Linked DNA regions of Mus musculus: region 2 is linked to region 1. A link is a contact called in public HiChIP or PLAC-seq data. All regions are on one chromosome and are shown on one strand. Each heading gives the region's core, a stretch centred on a gene start, on an enhancer-like site or on the middle of the called end of the contact. The rest is flanking DNA. Distances are from core to core; before and after follow the strand shown.

Region 1 (7,850 bases), core at 1,893-4,392:
ATTTTCTTCACAGGTTCAATCTGGTACTGATTTGCTGCATCTAACAAAGACTGAACATTGTTGCTATTCACAGAAATTCTGTAAGTTAAAGGGAATATTAATTTCACACAATTTTTAATTGCTTAAATAATATTACTGTGAAGTGTACTCTCCTATGACATTAGGATCCCTCTAATTCCTCCATTACAGTTTTTTGTTCTAAGAAGTCAGGAGCAAACCAATTTGTCACAATGATGTTTTTCTGTGTCAGACCCCAATTTTATTCCCCCCAAAAGAATGATTCTTTTTAACTCACCTAGCAGTATAAGCAAATTCCACCAGTTGTTCAATAATATCAGGTTCAGCATCTTTGAGTTCTACTTCAAAGGACTTAGATTCAAGCATGTTAGCTAAAAGAAGAACAAACATGAATGATACCAGCACTATCACAGGTTTAACTGAGGAACCGGCCATGCCAGGTTACAGTAAACACAGTGACCACTAGGACTGTTATTTCTAGAGGGAATAAATACAAAAACTCTTTATCTTAGTAGCACCTGTTGAATTGAGCTAACAGCTTCCTCAAGTATAAATGGGAAAGACAGAAAACTAGATTTTTTTCCCTTCCAAGACCTAAAATAATTCAGCGTCACTCTTCTCTAATATCCTCCAAATTCTCAGAGATAGGTAGGGCATCAAAGTCAACACCTGAGGCAGGTTCACTATTTAAGTTGATGAAGATCACAGAGAAGAGACAGGTGTCATGATGCACACCTGCAATCCCAGCACTAGGGAGGAGGCAGAGGGAAGAGGACAACTCAAAGTTCCAAGCCCCGTCCTGGCTGGCTCCTGTCTGAGATCAACAAACCAATCCTCATAAGGCAATACTGAAGGGTGTAATCAGGCTCTAGGTTTCAGCTAAAAATAGACTTTTTTCCACGACAGTATGTCTCCTTTCCCTCCGTCCTCCACTTGGGGCTAATGAAGGAGCATTCACTGTGTGACCGACATCACAGCTGACCACTCTCATTCTCTTTACTGTCTTGTAGCCTTAAGTTATAAAAAGCTTTAAAAACTAGAAAAAAAAATGCTTATTTAGACTCTACCCAATTCTCATAGAAAAAAACAATAGTTTTTAACCTAAAAACACTTACTTGTGAACATTAAGTTAAAGAAGTGACTGGCTGCAGCCAGGACAACGCGGTGAGCGGGGATCTTTCTTTCCTGGACAGTGAGGATCACGTCACACAGTGTTCTCTAGTAGAGGAGAAAAGTATATGAAAAGGAGCTCACTGGTTGGAGCTCAGCAATAGTAAGTATAGCAAAGTAGGAACCTACCAAATGCTGTAATGCCTGTACATATTTTCTACTTATATCCTTTCCACACACTTTAGAGAGCATTTGTCAAAGACTTAGAGTACCTGTTAGATAGTATCAACATTTGGTACTATACTTCCAACAGTCAAGAGAAACACAAGTTAGTGTATTAAAAGCAAGTCTGGTATATAAAGGGGATTCCAGGACAGCCAAGATTATAGAAAGAGACCCTATCCTGAAAAACAAAAGAGAAACAAACAAAACAAAAGTCTGCAGAGCTGCATGGGTGGTACACAGCCGCCCAGAGGCTGAGGAGAATCACTCTGAGGCCAGTCTGGGCTGTATAAGGACATCCTATCTTGCTTTGACTGTCAATAGAAAAAGAGTCTGCTAATCCTTCAGGGAAGCCAAAACTTTTTTCCTGTCATAAATTCTAAGGCCTTTATTGTTAGCTTTCAACAGGGAAGGGGACAATTAAATGATATAATATGTGCAAGTTATCAATGCTTGGTAAAATCCAGAGAATATGGCACATAACCCAAAAAGGTAGTGGGAACCAGAAAGGACTCAGACACAGAGTAAATGAAGTGACTCTTTAGCAATCTTCCCTTAAATAGCTTGTCTCACAAACATCCTTTAAATAGAAGCTGGATAGCAGCCATTTCTAAACTAATTCCTGACCAAGACAACAGCAGTGACACTCTAGGCTGTGCAAAGAAGGTAGGCCTGCAATAACTTAAACTTCAAAAGGATAGGGAAAAAAAGGAGTACTGAAAATACATCAAGGGTTAGCACCTTACAGATGACTTTTAAAGAAAAAGAAATGTCTTTGGGGGAACACATCAAAAAATATATTCACAATGAAGCTGAAGATATTCTAACCACTGGGAGGTAACATATTCCATTATTCTTTTTTTTTTTTATTTTAAGTTTTAACTGTTATGTGTATGGGTGTTTTGATTGTAAGTATGTCTGTGTACCACATGACCCCTGAGGGAGTCAGATGAGGATGTCAATCCCCAGGCATCGGGATGGTTTTTAAATGCCATGTGAGTGATGGGAATTGAACCTGGGTCCTTTGCTGAGCCATCTTTCCAGCCCCATATTAAGTGGTTTGTAAATCTTGTTGCAAATCAATAATTTAGTAGCTTAGCAGATACAGTTTTTGCAAATTTTAAGTGTTTTCCTAAATAAGTATTTTACTAATAGTTTTTGAAAAATTGACATTTCCTACTATTTAGCTATTTTGTTTATGTGAGTACACACATGCGTGCATGCATGCGTATGCGTGTACCACATATATGCAGATAAGTATACATACATGGCCTGTGCATTCAGTGGTCAAAAAAGGTTATCCCGTTGTCTCCCTCCTCCACCTACCTCCACTAACTGACTAAATCTCTCAATGAACATAAAGCTGGCTGTCTTTGTGAGGCTGGACGAGAGGGCTTTCAGGACCAGATCTCTCCACCTTCCACTCGGTTATAAACACATTTGCTTTGTGGGGCTTTTCTGTGGGAATTTGAAACCAGCTCCTCTTGCTTACACAGCAAGTGCTCTTACCCATTAAGCCATTCCACCAATCCTACTTTATTTTGCGAATAAAAATCCAAGTAAGATGCTAATACTTAGGAAAAAGGAAAGGAGCCACCCAAAGCAGACTAAAAGAGATACAGAACTTTACATTTAGTCTATTTCAAGATTTGTTAAGTTTTGTGGGCCAGTACTTAGAATCTTATGCAGATTGGTAGCCCCTAAAGCTATTGTTGCTTCCATAGAAAGCTGAGCTTTTAAAGGTTCACTGTCTGACCTATGTGAGTAGGGTGCAAACAAGCAACAGTCCTCGGGTGACTTGCCATATGCCATACTAAAATATGCAAAGTAGTGCACACAGAATCTCTGATGTACTGTGTAGACACAGCACCTGTCAGTAAAAAAAACAAAAAAAAAAACAAAACAAAACAAAAAAAACCTATGGGCTATATATAGGAAGGGGTAGAATAGAAGGAGGGACATCTGGTAGGAAAAAAGGATTCTGGGAAAGAGACGTGTGGGAAATTCACCCAGGAACATGGAGGACAGAAGCCTGGGGGCTAGCCATGTGGCAGAACTTAGACTAGAATGAATGGGATATTAAGTTATGATCTAATCAGGGAATCAACCAAAGCATAAGGCCAAAAGTGTTTATAAATATATTTTGAGTCTCAGAGTTGTTATTAGGGAGGGGGCGGGGCTGATGGCACTCAACATGGAAGGCATGTAATTTAAACCTTTTCATTCATATTCAGGTATTAGACAGAGTAGTGGGTAAAGAGCAGGAAACAAAGGGCCCTGCTGGGCTACAGAGCACTTGATTGAGGCCCCTGAGCCTGCATTCTCTCTCAGACTAACAGAAATCCTGCCCCAGGACAGGATTTGTGCCCCAGCTGCTACAGCAAGAGACAAAGGCAGCACTTCTAAGAGTAGGATGGAAGCAGGACTTTAGCAGGTCAAAGGAGAACTCAACTCAGTACAGCTAGGCTAGCTGAGGGGCAGGGAGACAGAGTCTGAGGGGTCATTCCTCTAATGAACACAGAGCAGAAACACACAAGTTCAAAACACAGCTCTCAGTTAAACCTGAGAGTGCTGAACTACAGTCACCTTCTCAGAGTGGGGGAAAGCCATAGGAGGTATTTGTGAGTATATGCTGCACACACAAGGGCCCAGGACTGCAGTGGCATAAGACAAAACTGCGGTTTTTCTGCAATTCACCCTTTCCTGTTAACCAGAGGGCCAAGGACAGTGGCAGTGTCCTGAGCTAAACAATAAAGGGAGACAAAAAAAGGACACACAGAAAGAATCCAAATGAACCAAAACTTCTTTTCAGAGAAGGTAAAAAAATTGTTTTAAGACTGAAAAGGGAAGAAAACTGGATTTAAATTTCACACACATATATAAAAATAATCCAAAATTGATAACTATAAAGATGAACAATGACAGAGGTTGTCTAGCTTATCTGATCTCTTTTAAATGGTTCAAAGACACAAATAAGAGAAACAGATACATCTAAACTGGAAGTAGCATATCACTGATTATGACAATTATCATACTAATAATCCTCATTTTCACCTTAACAGTACTATTGCCTTCTCAGAGATAAAGCCTTAGACAAAAATTTTGAAAATTTATAAATCAGACTAAGAAAAAACCTAAAACATCAGCGATGAAGTAAAATGGAGAAAGTAACATTTGGAAACAAGATTTAGAAAAAAATTCTTAACTTATAATCACACTGCTAAGATATCAGAGATAAAACATAGTGTGAGACCCCAACTTAGAGCGTTTCTCCCCTAGAAGGTAATGCCCCTGGATGTTTCCCAAGCTTATTTTCCCTGATCTCTAAAAATACAGCCAGAAAGAAGCTCTTTGTTCTCTATAGCCAGCAAAAAGCTTTTGTTTCTGTGCCTTCCAGCTAGAGATTCCATAACTGTAGGAAGACCTACAAGGACATGGAGATAGACCAGGAGAGGAGGCTGCAGCTCACTCTCCCCCTCACCAGAAAGGAGCTGTAGCCAACTCTCCTCCCAACTTCTTCCAACTCCTCCCAATTCCTCACTAGCTGTTAAAAGCCCCCTACTGTCACCGCTCCTGGTCAAACTCCCCTGCCCTGCACCAAGAAGGGACTTCCTCCTCTGCTAGCTGATAATAAAACCTCTTGCAGTTTGCATCAGGTGTGGTTTTCTCTCCAGATGTTGGGGTGTTGGCCAGCTCATCCCGGGACTTGAGCTGAGGCCCAGCATCAGGGGTCTTACAATAGGGAGGGAAAAAAATTAAGGCAGACTTTCTCAAAGAAGAGGCTGAAAAACTAGATACTAGATTGGAGACCACAGAGCAGATGGAGGATTCTTTGAATCAAAATAGAGAACACTCACAGAAATCCAATCTAGAATTCACAGTAAATCAAAAGAGACAGTTCCAGATGAGAAAAATCTACAAAGGCTTAAAGAATTAAAATGGCAGCCCATAAAGAGATAACACATTGAGCTAAGAATCTAGATTCTACTTAAGGGAACAACGCCATACAGCAGATTATATGTTTCACTCAATGGAATTTAGAGTATTAAGATATATATGTGTTGATGCATCATACTATTTGATGTAGATTCAGAATCCCAATAGGCTTCTGCCTTGAATTCTGAAAAAGGGGATTCTGAGATTGCACATTTAATAGAAACTATGATAATTATAGCTATGCCTGCACAAATAGAGACTGACACTATTCCAACATAAGTCTCTATTAAACTGAAACAGTTCTTTACATATTCCAATGTAGAGCATGTGTGGTTTTGGCACACAGTCCTACAGCACTGGTAGCTGTAGAAGACCAATCACACTGTGAAGGCAACGCACTGACAGATGGAAGCTGAGGCTGCCTCAGCTTATGCACCCACTGGAAAAACAACAAACATTTTTATATTATAGCATGAAACCTGTTGTAGATATAATCTATACTCCTACCGGTCAAGCAATTATGGAGAGATCTAACAAAAATTTAAGAGAGATACTCATAGAACAAGATAATTTAAAAAATTCTTCTAGGGATAAATTAAATGATGTTTTGTTGCCTTTGAATTTTTTTCAATTTTTTTATTAGATATTTTCTTCATTTACATTTCAAATGCTATCCCGAAAGCCTCCTCCCCCTGCCCTGCTCCCCAACCCACCCACTCCCACTTCTTGGCCCTGGCCTTCCCCTGTACTGAGGCATATAAAGTTTGCAAGACCAAGGGGCCTCTCTTCCCAATGATGGTCGACTAGGCCATCTTCTGCTACATATGCAGCTACAGACACGAGCTCTGGGGGTACTGATTAGTTCATATTGTTGTTCCACCTATAGGGTTGGAGACCCCTTCAGCTCCTTGGGTACTTTCTCTAGCTCCTCCATTGGGGGCCCTGTGTTCCATCTGATAGATGACTGTGAGCATCCACTTCTGTATTTGCCAGGCACTGGCATAGCCTCATATGAGACAGCTATATCAGGGTCCTTTCAGCAGAATCATGCTGGCATATGCCATAGTGTCTGTGTTTGGTGGTTGATTATGGGATGGATCTCCGGGTGGGGCAGTCTCTGGATGGTCCATTCTTTTGTCTCAGCTCCAAACTTTGTCTCTGTAACTCCTTCCATGAGTATTTTGTTCCCGATGAGAAGGAGGAATGAAGTAGCCACGTGTTGGTCTTCCTTCTTCTTGATTTTCTTGTGTTGTGCAAATTTTATATTGGGTATTCTAAGTTCTGGGCTAATATCCACTTATCAGTGAGTGCATATCAAGTGAGTGTGACTGGGTTTACCTCACTCAGGATGGTATCCTCCAGATACATCCATTTGCCTAAGAATTTCATAAATTCACTGTTTTTAATAGCTGAGTAGTACTCCATTGTGTAAATGTACCACGTTTTCTGTATCCATTCCTCTGTTGAGGAACATCTGGGTTCTTTCCAGCTTCTGGCTATTATAAATAAGGCTGCTATGAACATAGTGGAGCATGTGTCCTTATTACCAGTTGGAACATCTTCTGGGTATATGCCCAGGGGAGGTATTGCTGGATTTTCCAGTAGTACTATGTCCAATTTTCTGAGGAACCGCCAGACTGATTTCCAGAGTGGTTGTACAAGTTTGCAATTCCACCAGCAATGGGGGAATGTTCCTCTTTCTCCACATCCTCACCAGCATCTGCTATCACCTGAATTTTTGATCTTAGCCATTCTGACAGGTGTGAGGTGGAATCTCAGGGTTGTTTTGATCTGCATTTCCCTGATGATAAAGGATGTTGAACATTTTTTCAGGTGCTTCTCAGCCCTTAGGTATTCCTCAGGTGAGAATTCTTTGTTTAGCTCTATACCCAATTTTTTAATGGGGTCATTTGAATTTCTGGAGTCCAGCTTCTTGAGCTCTTTGTATATATTGGATATTAGTCCCCTATCAGATTTAGGATTGTTGGAATAGGTGTAGTTTGTAGGAAGAAGTGTGCCACTGTGGTTGTTGGCTTTAAGACCCTCATCCTAGTGCCTGGAAGCCAGTCTTCTCCTGTTTGCCTTGTAAACAAGATGTAGAACTCTCAGATCCTCCCACACCATGCCTGCCTGGACACTGCCAAGCTCTGAACCTGTAAACCTGAACCTGTAAAACTGAACCTCTGAACTTGTAAGCCAGCCCCAATTAAATGTGGTCCTTATAAGAGCAGCCTTGGTTATAGTGTCTGTTCATACTATTGTTTCACAGCAACAAAATCCTAAGACACATCTAAATTGTTAGAAATCCAAATTTGACAGGAGGAAACCCCCTGGAGATCTTGGCTGCAGACAAGAAGAAAGAAATCAGCAAGACCAAGAAGGCATGTGATTTATATGCTGGCTCCTCTACATGGGAATAGCTCTGAGACTGGCTGAGACTTAAATGTCCATATATTTCCATAAATCTTGTTGGCTACAGCATCCTCATGACTTTTTATTACATGCCATCTTTTCATATCGCATGGATGGAGATTTATATTGAAGCTTGCTTATACACTCCAAAC
Region 2 (7,850 bases), core at 2,435-4,934, 40 kb before region 1:
GTTATAGAGAATCATTAAAATTTAAGAGTGGGTTATAGGACTTCAGATATATTTTACTTAAATTTTCTACTTTGTAATATAGGAAACAGGTCCATGTACTTAAAACATATACTTTTAAATAATTTATTTTTAGCTTTATGTGCCTTGGTGTATGTCTGTGTGAGGGTGTTGAATCCCTTGGAACTGGAGTTACCAAAAGTTGTGAGCTGCTGTGTGGGTACTGGAAATTGAACTCAGGTCCCCTGGAAAGACAGCCAATGTTCTTAACTGCTAAGCCACCTCTCCAGCCTTCAGATCTGTGCACTTAACAGCAAATCTGAACAAAGTTATACATTTGACTCTAAATTAATGTTTCTTTCATATCGAATGTGACCATTAACTACTAAAGTGATAGGTATCACAAAGGATGCTATTACACTTAGGATCACAATAGAACTTTGCCTTGTTACACACACACACACACACACACACACACACACACACACATACACACACACACACACACACAATTGATGCTTGAAGATTTAGGCACAGTCCTCAGCATTTCAGAAACAAATGGCTGGTGAAGTGACAACACTCTGGAGACAGAGAGGCAGTGAGACCTGAGTTACAAACCAGCCTGGACTACATAGGGAGACCCTGCTTTCAAATAAAACAAAGCCTGCTTGTCCCCTTAAAAAAAATACACCCCAAACTAACCTAAAAATTCACTCTTTATGGAACTTCAAATAGGGAAACTGAAATAAAGGTTTTACAAAGAAAAATATGTGATATTATCAGTACCCTTGAGGATAGCGATTGTTCTGAGTTACCCGATACTCTGTAAAGAGCACAGAGCACACCGACTTTAGTTTAAGCAAGACTGACCTTTGAAATATGCTAGTACAGCAGGAAGTGGACCAGAGCAGACAAACCTAAGAACGCACACTAAGTGATGAGGTCTGAGAAGCTCACAGTGTGAACAGACTGGCTGAGCCACAGGGCCACGGGTGACTTCTTTTTCTTGTTTTGCTTACTGAAAACACTGTAATTGCTTCTGGAAAAGCTAAGCAATTGATTTTCTACAACACTTTTAACTCACAGAAGTTTCTTTTCATCTTTCTGCTCATCAGAGAGAGGTGAAGCAAAAGGGTTTTGAGATGACCCAAAGCCTCTGCTGGTAGAAGCCCCAGAATCAAAAGAGCCGAATGGTGGTTTGTCCTGATCTCTGCTGCCACCCCATGGTGTGGACTTGGGGAAGCTGGAAGGCTGGATGACGTTGGAGTACCTCTGGCTGCTGGCATTCCACCCTCGACGGTTATTCCCTAAAATAATCAAGAAAACAAACAATCAGAAAATTGGTAAATTTTTCCAATCTTGAAGATCTCTATTACATTTTATGTTATTATGTCTTGACATTATACACAGTGCTATTTTCTACTAGTTTTAAATGACAATCCCTTTATGAGTTATAGTTTGTTATATGTTATAACAAGTCACATAATGTTCTCTTTATATTAAAAAATGAGATCAAGGCCAGGTGTGTTGGTGTAAGAATTTAATCACAGCACTGTGGAGGGAGAGACAGGCAGGTCTCTAAGTTCCAGGTCAGTCAGAACTATATAGTGAGGCCTCATCTCAAAAAGCAAATAAAAACCCCAAAACCCAAGCTGACAAAAAGCAACAACAAAGTGAGATCAATGTGATCATAGAAATATAAAGACATATCGGTGAGTTCAGTGTTAAGCCTATTAAATTGACCATGAGGGAATAAATAAAAAATACTCTAAACATCTCTAAAAGCTTTGCGGTGAGCCCAGCTCGGTCAAGGCCCTCATTTGACCTATCATTGGATGTGTGTGTATGCTTCTGCACTGGGCCATAGAGACAATGAATGAAAGAGAACAATGAATAAACTGGATAATAAAAAGGGTTAAATTTTACTTTCTGTCCTTAAATAGGTATTTAAAAAGTGTTTGCCTCTGTCTTTACTTTGTGGACACAATGCCCACAACCTATCCTTCATATAGAGATCGCAGAGCTTACTAATAGGTAAAGTATAGCGTAGATTTCTAACAACTCATAAAATAATAATAATAAGCCAATAGGACTTGTTTCAGGTTTTGATACTGTTTTTAATCTTATCACTTCCTAGTTTATGCTAGGATAAAGGTAATTTATCTTAGGATTTAGAAAATATATCACTTAATATATACTAAAAACAGACTGATAGAGTACTCCTCTGGCTGAAATAGACATGCCTTTAGTACACAGCTTTAATCTCAGACATCGAAAGTAAAGTTAGTCTGTAGAAGGAAGCAGCTATGTTTGAAAGTGGTATCTAATTGAGTGCCAGACAAAGTGACAAATCAGAGAAAAATTTGACAGAATAGGATATGCCCAGCTCTCACAGGAGGAGGAACAGGAAGCTACGTAAGATGGAGCAGAGCAGAGGGAAAGAGAGAGGTATTTAAGGCCCAAATGTGGGCCTTAAAATTACAAAGCATTCTTTTTCTTTCTTTTCATTCTAAAGTTTTATTTGTATTTTTCCCCTAATTATCTATCTACTGAACATTTACTTGCAAATTACTACATTTAAAGTAGGTTTCCAGAGACCAAATGGCAAACATTCCTCTCAGCAGTCCCTGGGAGTATACCAGTATCTATCGGAACCTGACTCCTAATTTGGAGTCTTTCACTAGAAGCATTGTAGATGATACAATCTGTCTCCTCCACGAAAAGACTGGAAATATGAAACCAGCATGAACACAGGGGCTGGAGGAGCCTTAAAGAGAAGGGGAAAGAGAAGCACCCACTGACAACGTCACGAACTAGGTTCCACTGGGCAGTGGTAGCACATGACTTTAATTTCAGCACTCAGGAGGCAGAGGCAGGTGGATCTCTGTGAGTTCAAGGCCAGCCTGGTCTACAAAGAGTTTTTCAGGACAGCTAGGGCTGTTACACAGAGAAAGCCGATCTCTGAAAACCTAAAAACCAAAACAAACAAAAAACTAGGTTCCAAAATTAAGAGAACAAAACGTATTTATCTGACTTCTAAAACCTTGTTTTGTGCTGGTTTAATGTCTAACCCCTGAATACCCTTTCCACAAAACTTGTAAGGTTCTTGACCCAGTGTCGGAAGCTACTAACTAAAGCCCAGATTTTAAGAGCTTGTGATCACGGACAAGGAAGGGGAAAGAGTAGAGAAAGGGGTCTGAATGAACCCACGTGAATTCTCCCTACCACTGCCATTCACCAAAAAGGAGGTTTTGATGAAGATATCTCTAATTTAAAAACGCAGTGTTTGACAGGAGCACCCAAGTCCAAACGCCTGTCCACGTGTGACGATCAGAAACGACTTGTCAAACTACTGGGGGTGAGACGTCGCATGCCAGGGCAGGGGCCCGGGGTGGAGGTGTGCGTCCGCAGCAAGTGGCCCTGGCTCAAGGCTCCCAGACCGTCACCTGAGGGTGGCTGCTGCTGCGGTGGCGGCTGCCGAGCCCCGCCCGCACCCCGGGCGCCGGGATGCTCGTTCCAGCAGCGGTCTCCGAAGCGGCACCGGCCTTGAAGGAAAAACTGGCATATGGTCATGGTAGCGCCGTCCCAGCTCGACCCTGCTCGCGGTCGCCGGCGAGGGCCCAGGCTCCAGCAACCGAGGCCCGGCTAGTGTGACGTCATCGCCCCGCGCCCAGAGGCTCTGTGACCAGTGTGCCGTGAGCCGCGTGGGCTTTAGCCAATGGGATTTAAGAAGAGCAGAGCTGTCAGCGCTCGGGTATGCTGAAATGGGACGCGGTCGTTGGATCCCTGACCCGGACCCGGACCCGGACCTGAACCCGGACCCGAATCTAGAGAATACCAGATATAGCAGACAACCAGCAACCCTCTAGTTGGCTGTATACAGTCTGCGAGACTCATTCGTTCTTTACATTTACTTGGGGGGGGGGGAGGTAAAAATGGGCTTAACAACGAAAAAAAATCTGTTTATCAAGAGAGATTATTTACAGAAAGCCAGCTGTAACCAGGAAACAGGACTCAATGCAGGCGAAAAGCATCTATTAGTTTCTTAGTCGGTAATGTCTTAAAATTTCACGTAAATGTTGCCTTTTGAAATTTCATCAGGAAAAATGACAAAGAGTAAAACCGACACAGAAGCAGCCCGATTTTCCTCAGGAGCAGTTTCAGATAAAGGTTTTCTGAAAGTATCCAATTTACTGTTTTTTGTTTGTTTTGTTTGTTTTGTTGAGATACGGTCTTACTAGCTGGCCTCGAACCCACAGAAATCCACCTACCTTAGTGCTAAGATCAAAACCGTACACCCACTACGTTTCATTTATTATCTTTACAGTTCTCATGCAGGACCCTGTATCAGTATAAAACAAGTACATTATATAACAATGAAATGAAATTGCTCTTGGAAATTAAAATTGGAGAATGGGGATAAACTAAGAGTTGAAGGCAGCTTAGAGACTCCTCAGACTCAAAGTATACCTTGAGTCTCATTTTATATTTTGGTTATGCTAGAGGATGGAGAGATCAAAAGCAAAACTCTAACTAGTAATCCTAACACTTGTGATGGTAAATACTGTCAACTTGATTACTTTTAGAATCACCATAGACACAAATCTCTGGACTTGGAGGGTCAGACTTAGATCCCCATAGATACACACCTTTGAGCATGTCTGTGAAGATGCTTTCACAAAGGTTGAACTGGAAAGATGTACCCTTAATGAGGACTGCATTCTCAAAGGAGTGGGCACACACTGAATAAAAAGGCAAATTCAAGTTGAACATCCATTGCTGTTGCTAGACTGCAAATACAATGTGCCCAGCTGTCTCATGCTCCTGTTGAAATCCCGTCCAAGCTGTGCTAGACTGTACCTTAATCTGTGAGCCAGAATCAACACATGCTTCTGAGGTTGCTTTTACCAGGGTTTGTCATAGTAATAGGAAACACAATCTAGATAGCTCTATATGTAGGTGTAATCTAGCATGGTCTCAGTCATCCTCCTGCCTCAGCTTACCAAAGTGAGAACTGCCACTATTTTGAATCTTCACACCCGCCCACAACAAATTGAGTTATGTTTAAAAGGAGTAAAACTGGTAATATCAGAGTGAAACCTTAAAAATCTTTGGAGGAAAAATTAAGGGGTTCAAAAGGATCAATCAGGATTTAATGCTGCAACCCACAAAATGCTCTTTCATAATACCAGTTTACTGAAGTTTAATGAGAACTGGTTTGGTGCCATATTGGATGGAGTAAATTGGATTTTACCTAATGCAAACAGTCAAAAAAGAATATAGATTTAGTTGAATAACTTTATTAAATGGCACATTTTGATATTGGTGTATTAAAATGCCTCATGACTCAAACATTTTCATGACACTATAATGACAAGTTTTAAAAACTAGACCACAGAGCCACAGTTACTGTTATAATATGGAACAAGTTTTGTCTACTAAACATTCATACTCAAATTGTGATTCTCAAAAGTAAAACCCATGTATCATCAAAATAAAGCACTTCAAAGGACAGAACACTGACAAACCCAGTATCTACTGAAATGAAAGCAGAGTACATTATAGGAAAGGAACTTTTTGAAAAAGTAATGAAATGTACTTTATATACAAAGAAATTTGAATACAAAGCAATTTGTATATGAAGTAATATACTTTGAATAGTTTACTTTTACCCATTATCCTTTAGAATTGTGAATGATAGTTCTGGTTTGGGGGAAGACGTGTTCTTATTAGGAACATGATACAGGTTATTAGGAGTAAAGGAACTTTATAGAAAGCTTTATAAAATGTTATGTGTTCTAGTTAATCAGCAGCCTAAAAAGAACAGCTAATATAGTCAAAATATTTTAACAGTGCTGCCTATTCTACAGGGGTAACTGCTCTATCAGTGTGATTACAGTGTAATAAATGAGTATTTTGTCATCAGAAAATTTAGCTATGTTAACAATTTTTCTCATGTTTTCCTGCATGTATGCATGTGCTTCATTGTGTGCCTGGTACTTGAGGTAGCTAGAAAGAGGGCACTGAATCCCCCTAAACTAGAGTTGTAGATGATCGTGAGCCTCCGAGTGGATGCAAAGGACCACACCCAGGTCCTTCTGCAAGATACAGTGCCACCTCTCCAGCTTCAAATAGCCACATTTTTTTTTTTCGTTTTTTCGAGACAGGGTTTCTCTGTGTAGCCCTAAGCTGTCCTGGAACTCACTCTGTAGACCAGGCTGGCCTCGAACTCAGAAATCCGCCTGCCTCTGCCTCCCAAGTGCTGGGATTAAAGGCGTGTGCCACCACTGCCCAGCTCAAATAGCCACATTTTAAAATAGTGCAAATTTCAACATCTTACATAAAAATATTTACAACAGTCAGAGACTGAGAAGCCAGATTGAATCAGTTTGAGCCAGAACAGCTAAGTTGAACCAGCCAGAGTATAGAAAGAGCTAGAAAGGGTGAGCTTGTTCAGCAGTAAGTCTCAAAAGATGAAAACATTCTAGGCCTAGATAAGATTGTATGGAGGCTGGAAGCTTCCAGGACCTCACCTAGGTTAGCAGACAGAGGCAGTGAGCCTGAGATGACAATTACATCAAGTGAATAAAAGATCATTTTACAGTCTAGAGGTGGAGGTTGTCTAAGGCTGGAGTTTGTAAGAGTGTACTGGGTTAAATAGTGTTCCTCACAAAATTCCTATCTATCCAGAACTCCAGAATGCATTTCTACTTGAAAACAGGATCTTTGCAGATGTAAGTGGTTTAAGACAAAGTACTAGAATCCTTCTGATGTGGTGGTGCATACTTTTAGTCACAGCATTTAGAAAGCAGAGGGTGGGTATCTTAACTCCAGGCCAGCGGGGGATGGCTCCAAGGTTAAGGGCACTAGCTGTTCTTCTAAGTACCTGGGTTCAGTTTCTAGAACCCACGTGGTGGTTCACAACCAGATTCGGGAGATCTGACCCCATTTTCTGACTTCTGTGGGCACCAGGCATACAGATGGTATATATTCATTCATATGTAAGTTAAAAAAAAGAATGGTTCAAATAAATGCTATTTACAAAAGAACTAAGTGAAAATAGTTACACAAGAGAAAGAAATGACCATGAGAAGATGAAGGTGTAAGACTGCAGTGCAGCTCTAGGTATAAACTAAGAAGTAAATGTCAAGGACTACTGGCAACCAGCAGCAGGGGTGGGAATGGGGTGTGTGGCGGTTTTGCCCAATCCTCCAAAAGCCAGATTTGAGACATCTGGCCTCCTAAACAGTGAAAATATATTGGTTGGTTTAATCCATTAAGCAAGCAGTAGTTTGTAGCAGTGTAGCAAGCTAGCACATGGGAATAGGAGTGACTACAGTAAGTACAGGGCTTCTTTCGGAGGAGTTATGAAAACACTTGAAAAATACAATGATGACTGTACACAGTGCATATAAACATACTTTTTAAAAAAGATTTATTTATTATATGTAAGTACACTGTAGTTGTCTTCAGACACTCCAGAAGAGGGCGTCAGGTCTTGTTACGGATGGTTATGAGCCACCATGTGGTTGCTGGGAATTGAACTCAGGACCTTTGGAAGAGCAGTCAGTGCTCATAACTACTGAGCCATCTCACCAGCCCCGCATATAGACATACTAAAAGCCACTACATTAGTACAGTTTAAATGGGTGAACTGTATGCTTATGAATTACATCTCAATAAAGCTGTCTATACATAAGAACTTGACAGATAAATCCTGTCACTTTTCAACTTCACTTTTAATTTAAACATTTTAGAGTCTGTTCTAACTTCCATTCAGAGAAAAATTTTAAATGGAAACTTTCACAAATTTAAGAAATATTAATGAACACACGTAGAATGAATAAACAAAG

What was found. HiChIP or PLAC-seq counts read pairs in DNA pulled down with a chosen protein or histone mark.
Region 2: a contact with region 1 is called in an RNA polymerase II HiChIP or PLAC-seq map of embryonic stem cells, with 27 read pairs. The contact joins the promoter of Nupl2 here to the enhancer-like site in region 1. A contact is called at or near these places in 4 of 39 promoter capture datasets (the HPC-7 cell line, cranial neural crest, embryonic stem cells and 1 more), 7 of 484 Hi-C or Micro-C datasets (cortical neurons, differentiating embryonic stem cells, forebrain and 3 more), 5 of 115 datasets of contacts at active chromatin or transcription factors (the SCID.adh cell line, embryonic stem cells and microglia) and 3 of 9 other capture datasets (adipose tissue, liver and pancreatic islet).

Annotation. Positions count from the first base shown.
Region 1 is chr5:24,120,208-24,128,057 of GRCm38.p6, reverse strand. Klhl7 (kelch-like 7) reads right to left here. Exons shown (of 11, transcript NM_026448.3): 2 at 1,134-1,236; 3 at 296-389; 4 at 1-78. Among named protein-coding and RNA genes, the nearest start is that of Klhl7, 24 kb to the right of the region's middle. Within about 2 kb of position 3,142, at least 25 of the 459 cell types and tissues checked have an H3K27ac peak or open chromatin away from gene starts, as enhancers often do. A contact at or near this core is called in embryonic stem cells, where this site is marked.
Region 2 is chr5:24,160,797-24,168,646 of GRCm38.p6, reverse strand. It overlaps Nupl2 (nucleoporin like 2), which reads right to left and starts at 3,684. Exons shown (of 7, transcript NM_153092.4): 1 at 3,444-3,684; 2 at 1,082-1,304. The coding sequence starts at 3,570. Klhl7 (kelch-like 7) reads right to left here. Exons shown (of 11, transcript NM_026448.3): 11 at 7,416-7,850.